2 separate regions of the Salmo salar genome follow, and region 2 is linked to region 1. A link is a contact called in public Hi-C data. All regions are on one chromosome and are shown on one strand. The core of a region is the stretch at or near the end of the contact, and the rest is flanking DNA. Distances in the headings are between cores, read along the strand shown. Region 1 holds the start of LOC106589602 (WD repeat domain phosphoinositide-interacting protein 1). Region 2 holds the start of LOC106589609 (COP9 signalosome complex subunit 1).

Region 1 (6,227 bases), core at 2,471-4,970:
GCACTATGATGAAACTGGCTCTAATGAGGACCGCCACAAAAAGGAAGACCCAGAGTTACCTCTGCTGCAGCGGATACGTTCATTAGAGTTAACTGCACCTCAGATTGCAGCACAAATAAATGCTTCAGAGTTCAAGTAACAGACACATCTCAACCTCAACTGTTCAGAGGAGACTGCGTGAATCAGGCCTTCATGGTCAAATTGCTGCAAAGAAACCACTACTAAAGGACACCAATAATAAGAAGAGGCTTGCTTGGGCCAAGAAACACGAGCAATGGACATTAGACCGGTGGAAATCTGTCCTTTGGTCTGATGAGTCCAAATTTGATAGTGATGGAGTGCTGCATCAGATGACCTGGCCTTCACAATCACCCGACCTCAACCCAATTGAGATGGTTTTGGATGAGTTGGGCCGAGTGAAGGAAAAGGAGCCAACAAGTGCTCAGCATATGTAGGAACTACTTCAAGACTGTTGGAAAAGCATTCCTCATGAAGCTGGTTGAGAGAATGCCAAGAGTGTGAAAAGCTATCATCAAGGCAAAGGGTGGCTACTTTGAAGAATCTAAAATCTATTTTGATTTGTTTAACACTTTTTTGGTTACTACATGATTCCATATGTGTTATTTCATAGTTTTGATGTCGTCACTATTATTCTACAGTGTTGAAAATAGTACAAATAAAGAAAAACCCTTGAATGAGTAGGTGTGTCCAAACTTTTGACTGGTACTGTAGATGTTAACTTGTGGTGCCATAATCTATGTAAATCATAAACCATAGGGGTCTTAAGCTATGGAAATAAATGCACATATAACAGAAAAAAACATACAATAAAAAATTAGATGACACAATGTTTATGAGTGGAAAGGCTGATTGGACCACTAAAGGCAGAGGATGTTGTTTTCTAAGCATACACACACTCGGCTGACCGGGAAGTGTAGGGAATATGTGCAATGCCTCACTACCCAGTGAGCTATATATAGCAGTCATGGGGAAATTAAGGATACACAGTGTGCTGTATAGCCAACACAGTAAGAGTTGAATCAGGTCATGTATTATTATTATTATTTTCTTTTTTTAAGATCCCCATTCGCTGTTGCGAAAGGATGTAATCACCCTAAGCACTTCAAACAGCACTGATAATCAAGCACACTATCTATGGGCATATACAGAAATACTGTGTAGAGAAAAGGAGGGGCAGGCGTCTGTCAACAGATGGAATAGGATGGAGTAGGATAATATAGGATATTCAATCTAGAATAGACACTGATTTAAGATCAGTTTAATGTTTTCCTCCTGTATGGTTTAGGTTACGCTATCGGGAGGGTGAGCTGATCCTAGATCTGTGCCTGAGGGCAACCGCTACCCAGAGTTGATCAGGTGAGTGGTTCAGTTGGATATAGGTCCTTGCCCAGCCAGGCAACTTATAGCCTAACTGCTGAGAAAGATTGAAAATGGGAGAGATTTAATGTCAATGTGTCTGTTTGACCACCTGGATTGTTTACGACGCCAGACCCCAGCCATGCAGCTGTTATTACACCTGTAATTGACCTGTAGATCAAGTGTCTGGATGCTCCTTTATCACTCACACTAATGTTGCCATAACCCAATACATCCAACCGCCCCATTCATGCAGTTGTGATAGTATTTGACAGTTCCAAAACGCATTGCATGTGTCATCATCTGAGACAAATACCAGACTTGCACAATACACACAAAAAAATGTGGGTTCCTCAAGTGTTCTTTGCGAAGAGTGATGGTTCTATGTGTAACCATACTAACCCAAAGAACCCTTCAATAGTTATTTGCAGTTCAAAAAAAGGTTATTTCCTTTTTTTGTGATAATTCAAATGTAGGGGTGGCGGCTCATTAGAATATTTTGGGGCTTGGTTTGCTCACAGATCTTTTTGTGCAACCGTGAGTGAGTGTCATTCCAGTTGATCTAAAATGTTGTGTTATGCTATCATATGTTATACAGTATATGACTTAGGCCAGTGACCGTGTTTTATGAACAGTTGACTAGTCAGTAGTTCTCAATTCTCTCCCCAGGGACCCCCAGCAGTTCCAGAGCTAGCACACCTATTTCAACTTGTTATTAAACATAATAAAACCTGTGGAATTTTTATAATATAATATGGCTATCAAACCAAAACGTAAAAAAACTCGTACAGCTCTACAATAGATATAAGAATGAATAGAACAGGCGTCTCCATTCAAGTAAATTATGGCATAAAAGAGTACCACAGTAAGAGTCATAATGCCCATAAAACATAGCAGTCAAACAGGGAAATGGTTCCAATCGTTTTTCCACCATTCATTTTTCCCATAGGGGAATTTATAAACACTTCAAATAAGGGCTGTGTTTCGTGTAGACTTACCCTGGCTTGACATTTTGATAACCACGTAAATCTCTCCAGGACAAGGTGACTTTTATCAAGATATTGCCTGTACTTACCCCCCATAAAAAAACATTAAATGCTGATTAGCTGCTAATGTGGCTATCATAAAGAACTAAAAATGCCATGATGATATGGACAAGAATGCCGAAGCGAAGGTAAGAATCTCTGGATTAACAATCTAAATGTATTAATCAATAACTTGGTTACATTTCTTTAAATGGAAAATTATGTGAACTGTCTCATGCTAGTTTTAAATTGACAAAATACATGTTAGCAAAAGTGTCAGCTAGAGAACGTGCAGGAGCATATAGGGATTTGTAGTTTTGCATGATGTCTCTTTTGACGCTAATGAGCATTTCCGAATCTGAGAGTAAATACAGCCGAATATATTGATAAATCGCCTTATCCGAGAGAGATTTACATGGTTATCAAAACGTCACGCCAGGGTAAGTCTACACGAAACACAGCCCATATTTTAAGTGATTCTAAAATCCCCTATCCCCTTTCTGGTGGCGCACATATTAATTATGATCATGTCCGAGCGCGGAGTTGTGTCCATAGTTTTCGCGTTTGGCTTCCGTGTTTTAAAAGCGTTCGAAAATGATTTGGCACTATATAGAACCATTTGTTTTTAGTGTGTAGTCTGCTGACCAGTATCTCCACTGTAGGTCAAATCTAGCTTGGATACTTTTCTTTGGCCACCAATAGGCCTTCGTAGTGTGGTGGCCTACTTCACAAGCTAGTAACCTATATTTTAGGAACTGTGTTGAAGAGACACCATGGGACAATTGGATAAACAAAATGCACAAGTAGGTGAGGTTGGAAGATACAATTCTTACAGTAACATATTTCTGCTACAGACCATATTATAGCTGGAAGCATAAGGAAATACTTCGGCCCTAGATTATGCAAGAATATATCTAGCAGTATGACAAGTAGAATCCGCTAGATTACGTGGTGTCCTGGTTGAACGAGGAACTGATCAAGTCTTGTGGCCCTCCTGGACCGTCGAATGTCTCCCGGTCCTCCATCTCGTCCACGGTTATTATCCTGCTCCACTGCCCTAGTTTGCAGAGCTGGGATCTGATCGATCACTCCGAAACCCAGCTCCTCTACACACGTTTGCGCTAGAGATGAGTTAATACAATGTAATAAATGCTATACAAATTACAAACGGCTGGTTTGAATCCTGAAACTATAATTCCCTGTTATTGTTTTTGTTTTACTGTTTGAGGAAGGCACTTGTATTGTTCTGTTTTTATCCTTAACATCAATAAATAACAGGAGACCAACAAGTGAAACAAAAACCGCTGAGGGCTGTATGCGTGACTTTTCTATTGGCTGGTTAGAACATTACCTCTGCACCACTCAGATTGGCCGACCTTTTCATAACTTGTATCTGATTGGTTTACAAGAAAACAGTCCAGAGAGCACCGCCCATTCTAAATTACACGATTGCGATTGGTTCACTTTACCTTCTTCGGGCACGAGGAATTGTTTTGATTGTTTTGATTGGATGAACCCATCAAGTGTTTTGCTGACCGCATCTTTGCTACATCTCTCTATGTGAAGCTTTGCAGAGTTTGCACAAAAGCAACACATACATAGGATTTTACTTAAATTGATCACTCTTTTGTTTCTGGGAATTTTCTTGCACAGCAGGAAATGCACATTTGTAGTGTATTTGAGTTTTAAAAAGGCTTCTAAAGTCTGTAATTTCCACTTTGAAATTTCAGACTTGATATGCCCTAACGAAAAGGGTATCGAGCCCTACAAAAATGTACTTTAATTATAATCCACTGAATAATTAACATTTCCTGTTGCTCCAGGATTATTTTACTGCTGTAGCAACCTGGCTCTAATTAAGATCCTACATCTGTACAACAATGCATTATACATATTCCTTGGCTGATCTGTCATTAAACATAATCTAATCCAATGGCACCGCGATCAGCCATATATTGTTTATATTAAGGTTAAACTGCTGAAGTACAGTGCGCAGAACATTTATCTTCATAAAACAACAATATCCTCCCAAAATATTCATACATTTAATATTATTTGAATAGAGGACGCTCCACTGTTCATGGGAAATTAATATGAGGCTATCAGGTCCTTATATCTGCTATTGATTTCCCATTGACGTCATGATTTCCATGCGTTCCCCTTTAAGGTTGCCAAGGGTTACGGCTCACGTGTCAGAATGAGGCGAATTGACGTCAATGACGGTTCGTGATTGGTTCTAAACCCATATCCGGTGGGGCAGCGGTCCAAGTTTTTGGAAAAATCGAAGAGAGATTTTTTGGTAAGCTTGTGGAAATAACATCCAAAACCGAGTTAGTGTCGAAAGGGCTCGCCAATAATTTGCGGATTGTTGTAAGTATTGCGCACATTGTTTGAAATTGATGCCATTTGCGATCGCGGGATATGTAGCCTCCGCCTTGTATTTGTTTATGATAGAGCTCAAGATGGCGTCATTGGCAAGACTGGCCAGAACTGAAGTATCTCTGGACTGACTGGCTTTGCAGGCCAAAATGCCAACTAGTTTTCTAGCTAGCTACCTAGCTGGTTGATAGATTTGATATCCATCAATACAGTTTTAGCAAGTTAGCTTCGTCATGATTATGTTTATTTAAGTTAGCTAACGTACCAGTAAACTGCGATCAAACAGCCATCTGATGCGTATTAACTCTAGTAACGTTAGCTACGGTATTATAGCCTAGGCCAGTTAGGTATTGGTTGCTGTCATCTCTTATGCTCCTAGTTAACGCAGTGTTGTATCTTTAACAGCTATATTATCAGAGGTGGCTGGCTAGCTAGCATTGATGCCCCCGAAATGTACCTTGTTTTCCATGTTTGTTGGTAGCCAACCATAGTTTGCCTTCTATTTTATCGAAGTTGTAACGTTACTGCTCCAGTCAACGTTTTGAAAGCAAGGTCATTTTGAATGTTTTTCTTTTTGGTGGGGGATCTGTCATATTATTCCAGGAGACAGTTCATGGGCAGTATTGAAAACGCCAGAGCAAAAAGCATTGCTAGATAGCAGGACATTCAAGAACTGTCTGAAATCCCAATCAGCAGTAGCTCGGCTAACTATTTATTTTATTGATACTTGATGTAAATGGTTGTTTATATAATTTGACTCTTCATGATCTGTACTTAGTGTACAATGCAACCCTTTGGTGGTGTACCTAACGTGACCAATGCACTAGATCCTCTCTTTTGAAGTAAAGCAGCATGTCGTACTTGCTACTAGCTCCATTTTTTTTGGTCAATATTATCAATCTAAATCTACTTTGACAGATTAGTAATGACATGGTCCTATTTAAATGGCATATGATATACAGTAATTTTGACCGCAACATGATGAAACTGATAAGAAATGTAACTTTTCTTCTCCCGTCAAACAAGGACACAGTTTGTTTTGTTGTTTGGGCCTATCTGTTTACCACCATTTTAAGACTTAATTACATCATATGACAAGTTACCCTCAAGCATCCCTGAAATGCCTGTCTCTTTTTCTTTCTGTCTCACACTCTCCCTCCCTTCCTCTAATCCCTTCCAATGAGTCCCTCCCTCTCTTCCTCTCTCTCGCATCTGCATATTAGTCAGTTATCAGATGTTATAAGACTATAACAACCACATTAGAAGAAGATTGTAACTCTTTAAAAAATATATATATATGCGTAGTAGAAGTAACAATCCAAGTTGTCTCTCTCAATCTCTAGTTTAGAGGCCAGAGTTCGCCAGTTCACCAGGTCGTAGCAGAGCAGTAGCGCGTCTTCAATCGTGATGGCGTCGGGCAGTACGAGCAGCGAGGAGGAGAGGAGT
Region 2 (6,227 bases), core at 1,273-3,772, 200 kb after region 1:
ATACACCCAGTCCCCATCCCCAGTCCTCTTGGTCTCTCTGGGTGTGCCCTGCCCTATAGATCCACCAACAATCCCATTACGTCCCACTGTCACTTTCCCCACATCTGCCTGGAGAGGGACCACCAGACCTCCATGGTGCTGGGGGGATTTGCTGGCACCTGTGCCTGCCCGGGCAGGCTTGGTGTGGGCCCGCGGCTGAGGCAGGTCCCCCTGATGCTGTGAGGGCTGAAGGGCAGGGATGAGGAGCAGCAGGAGGGCACAGAGGGCCAGGGAGAACAGAAAGCAGAGCTTGCTGACACCCATCGAGGAGACATGCATCCTGATTGGCCGCTGGAGGGGCCTGTCAGCCGCCAGCTTTGTTTCCCGCTCCACCGCGTCCCATCTTTATGACATCACACAGGAACCTGAAGAGACATCAACACACATGACTTCATCATCACCACCCCCACCACCCTCATAATAAGATGACAGTGACACTTGAAAACATAATCTGAGTGTATGGATACTGGCTCCTGCATGGGTTTACTCTACCCTGGGTGCCAGACAGACTAGTCTGTTTCTGCATAAAAGGGACATGATTTCACTGTACAACTCTATATACATTCTGATTGAGTCCCTCTTAAATGGCAGACACTATTTCTTCGCAGTCTGACCACTAACTTTTGCTGAATTGCAAAGACAGGCCTGTATAGTCTGGAAGTTCTCCTCTTGGCACATTGTCACTCATGCCCTTCCATTTGCCAGTCAGTTCATACAGGTCACATTTAATTGACAGACTTACCTTCAGTGTGTGAGCAATTTCCTGTTTGCTGCTATTTTCAGAGGCAATGATACCTCAACCAGTAACAGATGTCAGTTGTAGTAAGCAGAGGGATGTAATCAAACCCTTTTTTCTTTACTAAAATTAGCCCCCTTAGTAAAATATGAGCTCTCAGCACAGATATGTGGATATAGCATGAAGGATAGTATGGTTTATGAAGGAGTTATACATCATTTACAGGGGGAAATAAATAAATAACCCAAACGCCTAAAATTTAATATTTTGGTGCCTGGTTTGGGATTATGCAAATCTGCAAATCTGGTAGATACAAATCTGCCAGATTGGGTCACTGCCAATAGAAACAGGTCTGACTGTGGGCTCGGTCATTTAACTGTAGCTTTCACAACAAATGTATGAAAACAACAACGCGATTAACCAACATTATTGGGTCTTATAAAGGTAACTTTAAAGTTTACGGGGATGTTTAGGAGTTGTTTCGTGTGCATGTCGTGCACATACGGATCTATAGGCTGTCCTACGGTAAACAAAAGAAAGGCAAGAGTGTCCAGTCAATTATTTTGAATTACATTCTATGAAACCCCCTGCTTATTCCGAGTTACTTAAAACACGTATTATGTGATGACGAAAATGCCTTATACTTACATGGAAACTAAATAAATCACGTTTTTAATCCGACGTGCCTCCTCCCAACTGCAGCAACAAAACACCAGGGGAACTGGACACCAAAAATGAATTAAGTGAACAGAATCTGATCAAAGAAAATGAAAATACAACACAGGGTTTCCAGACGCTTTTATACTCTTCAACGATCTTCTCTTTTTTGTCTCCTCGTCTTGACTATGATTTGATTGGGCTCAGATTTTAACCATCAGCAAGCAGCCCGCTTTCTCTATTCGACCGCGATTAAGTAGCCTAGCTGTGCACTCAACCAGTCAAGTGCAGGCGAGTCAAACAATGTAATTTGTTTCTATTGCGATTATAAACGACCTATGTTTCTCGGATTCCTCTCAAGTCACCTACTGTGTGATTCTCTCTCCAAAAGCAAATCCTCTGAAACTGAGCGCCCTCTGGCTGATGCTGACCTGGCCTTGCAAGTTAAATGTCCCTGTAGTGTAGTAGGCTACAGCTGTTGGGGTCGCCACTGTGTTGCTATTTTCGCTCTGGATGTCGTAGCCTATTTTGTGCTGACAATGAAAAAGTTGTCAGACAAAACAACTCGCGGCAAAATCCCTCCAGTATGCTTAGCCAACTGGTGTGATAAAGTTAAAAACATGTATTCATCTCAATGGTGACCTCAAATAAATTGTTAGAATTTACAATTTGAGTAATTCATTTTTAATATCTGAACTAGTTGCATCTTAATACAAATTACCATCAGTTTGCAACTGTTTTTTGTTGTTGTTGATCGAAATATTCCGCGTTCAAAACAACTGGGAACTCGGAAATCTCCGATGACTTCAGTGCGTTGAAACAACTGGAAACTCGGAAACAAACGATCTCCCACTGGTAAAAATCGATTCGAACGGTAATCCGAATGGGAATTATCGGGCCGCTTCTAGAGCTCCGATTTTTCAACCTGAATATCACTGACGTCATGATTTGACCTCGTATTTTTCCGAGTTCGGAGTGGACATGAACGCTGCAATAACACTGCCTCGGACACATCTGGAGCAGCGCTGACGTCATTATGTAAAGAGCCCTGTGAACCCATGCCCCGGATGTGATAGCGAGCCGTTGTTTAGCGCTGTCGACTCAGATTATCCATCATATTACATTTTAGTCATTTAACATATGCTCTTATCTCGAGCTATTTACAGTAGTGAGTGGATACATTGTTGTACATTTTTCTGGTCCCACATGGGACTCAAACCCACAACCCTGGCGTTTGCAAGCGCCGTGCTCTACAAACTGAGACACACGGGACCATATCGACCAGTTAATCGACTGGCTGCTCCAACAATGAAAATAAATGTATTCAGAAATGGAAGGCAGTCGGGAGAAGGCAAGATCAGGTGGGACCATTCTAGCCAATGACAGAGCAGATACGAGTGTGATAACAGGCACAACTCCGATATAAAGTGTTTTTTTCTTCTCAAACTTGGCAGGATATCATGTGTGCTACTTATATCAGTATACTCGTAACAACGTAAGCATTACCAAACGTATATTCGATCAAATAAGCCTCAAGTAGAAAATAAGACATTCATTTTTTGTTAACCAAATTCCACTGATTGATCTCCATACAACAACTCCTCCCTTGATCAGCGGGGAAAACGCCACCTGCTGGAGAAGACAGATTTTGGTCCCAGTTATCCGTCTCGCTTCGCTTCTTCCGCTGAACGTCACAAACCGTGAAAGATGCCTTTGCCCGTGCAAGTATTCAACTTTCAGGTAATAATTAATCGATTTTGATGCATGTTTACACAAAAACGATATGCGGGTATGCACGTGGAGAAGGCTGTCCTCGCGCTTAACTGGGACGGTGGGTACTCCGATAAACACGCAAGCCTTGCATAAATCGGGAGTAGTTTGGGCCGCTAGCAGTACTGGCAAGCTAACTAGCTAGGCTAACTTTAGTAAGTTCATATAGCTAACTCTACAGCGTTATATTTCCATTCACTGTTATTCTATACCAACTGACTAATGTTAGAATGACACATTTTTTTGAAAGGTGTACCCCAGGAAACTGTTCGCTGGTCATTTCTGGTTTCTTCAGGCACTTTGACAGTCATGCTAACTAGCTAGTTTTCTGTTATTGTAGTTAGTTGGCTGACTTGTTATCCAGCTAGTAGTAGTTTAGCCATCCCTTTTTAATTTTGTTCAGCGACAGATGTACATTGTGTCTCCAATGTAAATATCCAGTAGGACATGAGCGATCTGTCTATTGTGGGAGTGTCGTGTATGTATGGCTATTCGTTACCTTTGTAACCTGGTTGCAGACAGTCAGTATTCCCCTCATTGTACCACGCTGCTATGACACTTATCAACACTATGTACAGAACTGCCAAAATAAAGATGACACTTGATAAAATCAGGGATACAAAGAATATTGAAAGCAGGTGCGTCCACAGGTATGGTTCCTGAGTTAATTAATCAATTAACATCTCATCATGTTTAGGGTCATGTATAAAAATTCCCTGTTGCCTGTTATTATGGCTACCATTGCTAAAAGAAGATATCTCTGTGACTTTGAAAGAGGGGGTATCAAAAGAGCAAAGGGGGTTTAAAGTGTGTGTGTCAGTCACCTGATCTCAACCCTATTTTTTAAATTTTACCTTTATTTAACTAGGAACAGTGGGTTAACTGCCTTGTTCAGGGGCAGAACGACACATTTTTACCTTGTCAGCTCAGGGATTCGATCTTGCAACCTTTCGGTTACTACAACACTCTAACCACTAGGCTACCTGCCGCCCCAATTTTAGGAGGTTCTGTAGCGGCACCTGAGACAGTTTTCCACCACCATCAACAAAACAACAAATTATGGCATTTTCGTGAAAGAATGGTGACGCATCCCTCCAATAGTTCCAGACACTTATAACATTGAAGCTGTTCTGGCAGCACGTGGTGGCCCAACACCCTATTAAGACACTTTATGTTGGTGTTTCTTTTATTTTGGCAGTTACCTGTATGTTCGCTCTTCTTCAGGGGGTTGTTGAGCCCATGCAGATAGATGCTGACCCACAGGAGGACCAGCAGAATGCACCAGATGTCAACTACGTGGTGGAAAATCCCACGCTGGTATGGTCTATCTATCCAGGATTTCCCCCTACTGGCATTGTAAAGGCGGGCTTGTTTCATGTAGACGGGACTCAAATACCACACAAATGACATTTCTACTGCAATTTAAATGTGAAACTGAAATCAAAGGAATCTATAGAAGGGGAATACCCCACAAGACATGCCGCTAGAGGTCTCTTCACAATACCCAAGTCCAGAACAGACTATGGGAGGCGCTACATAGAGCCATGACTACATGGAACTCTATTCCACATCAGGTAACTGATGCAAGCAGTAGAATCAGATTTTAAAACTGATAAAAATACACCTTATAGAACAGCGGGTACTGTGAAGAGACACACAAACGCGAGCATACAAATAATGTTGTATGGTGGTATTATATATGTTGTATTGTAGATATGTAGTGGTGTGAAACAGTACATCATATAACTTTATTATCTTTAGTTTTATGTGTAATGTAAGTGCGTTAATGTGTTTGGATCCTTAATAAATACAAATGCAGACTATTGAGTAAAAAATCAACATTTTTAGGCTTTTGTCCCACTGAAGTGTGTGTGTGTGTGTGTGTCTTTGTCTCTCTCTCTAGGACCTGGAGCATTATGCTTCCAGCTACTGTGGTCTGATGCGTATTGAGAGGCTGCAGTTCATAGCAGAGCACTGTCCCCAGCTCCGCGCCGAGGCCCTGAAGATGGCCCTGTCTTTTGTCCACAGGACCTTCAACGTAGACGTGTACGAGGAGATCCACCGCAAGCTCACAGAGGCCACCAGGTAGGTGTATCACAGCCCTCGCTTAGCCTAGTACCCTCCAGCATAGCACAGAGAAGGTACAGCAACACAGAGTGCTTACTACTAGTACATGGTATGTTATTTTTAATTGTTGGTTTGGAAAGTGCTTTTTGTTGAGTGATTGATTGATGTGTGTTCAGAGAGGTCCAGGGGGCTCCAGATGCTGTGGTGGAGGGCGGGGCAGTCGAACCCCCTCCTCTGGACACAGCGTGGGCCGAGTCGACCAGGAAAAAGGCCCTGCTCAAACTGGAGAAATTGGACACTGACCTGAAGAACTACAAAGGCAACTCCATCAAAGAGAGCATCAGGTGGGTGGGAGACACTACGGTTGTTAGCATCAAGTAGATAATAAACCGATTGGGTAATCCTCACCTCCGAGAGGATCGGCCTGAGCAATGTGCTGCGTCTGTTTGCAGATCTTGAAGTAATCACTGAGTAGTTGACTAGTAGTAGTAGTAGTTTTTAAATGTACGGTCATTTGGTATGGAATATTTATTTGTTGATCAGTGATTCTGCATAGTGCTTTGTTCAGGCCAAAGGGGGATCTTTCCTGACCTCTCTTCCTCTGTGGTACTGGTCCAAACGCTCTCTATAATTATTTTTTTCATCTCAGGAGGGGTCATGATGACCTTGGGGACCACTACTTGGACTGCGGTGACCTCAGCAACGCCCTTAAGTGCTACTCCCGAGCCCGAGACTATTGCACTAGCGCAAAGCATGTCATAAACATGTGTCTTAATGTCATCAAGGTACGTCATCATTCATCATAATGATAGTTAGTGGTCCTAGGTTTTTGGTCAATGCTCTTAATCCTGATGTAAAGTCTGGAGGGCAGAAGGGCTATATTCCTCTCTCGTTCTGTCTCTGCCTCACTTGTTCTCAGCCTCTTCCTTTCTCTGTGATATGATTAACTCCAATGACT

Evidence for each region. A called contact is a pair of places that touch in the nucleus more often than the background predicts.
Region 2: a contact with region 1 is called in a Hi-C map of gill, with 3 times the contacts expected there. The contact joins the promoter of LOC106589609 here to the promoter of LOC106589602 in region 1. A contact is called at or near these places in 2 of 3 Hi-C or Micro-C datasets (gill and muscle).

What each region holds. Positions count from the first base shown.
Region 1 is chrssa28:16,469,092-16,475,318 of Ssal_v3.1, forward strand. LOC106589602 (WD repeat domain phosphoinositide-interacting protein 1) reads right to left here and starts at 3,721. Exons shown (of 12, transcript XM_014179780.2): 1 at 3,351-3,721. The coding sequence starts at 3,427. It overlaps prkar1ab (protein kinase, cAMP-dependent, regulatory, type I, alpha (tissue specific extinguisher 1) b), which reads left to right and starts at 2,281. Exons shown (of 11, transcript XM_014179785.2): 1 at 2,281-2,551; 2 at 6,125-6,227. The coding sequence starts at 6,189.
Region 2 is chrssa28:16,666,209-16,672,435 of Ssal_v3.1, forward strand. LOC106589609 (COP9 signalosome complex subunit 1) reads left to right here and starts at 2,523. Exons shown (of 14, transcript XM_014179794.2): 1 at 2,523-3,172; 2 at 4,401-4,519; 3 at 5,106-5,287; 4 at 5,446-5,613; 5 at 5,919-6,054. The coding sequence starts at 4,409. rfng (RFNG O-fucosylpeptide 3-beta-N-acetylglucosaminyltransferase) reads right to left here and starts at 3,759. Exons shown (of 9, transcript XM_014179797.2): 1 at 3,702-3,759; 2 at 1-404. The coding sequence starts at 17.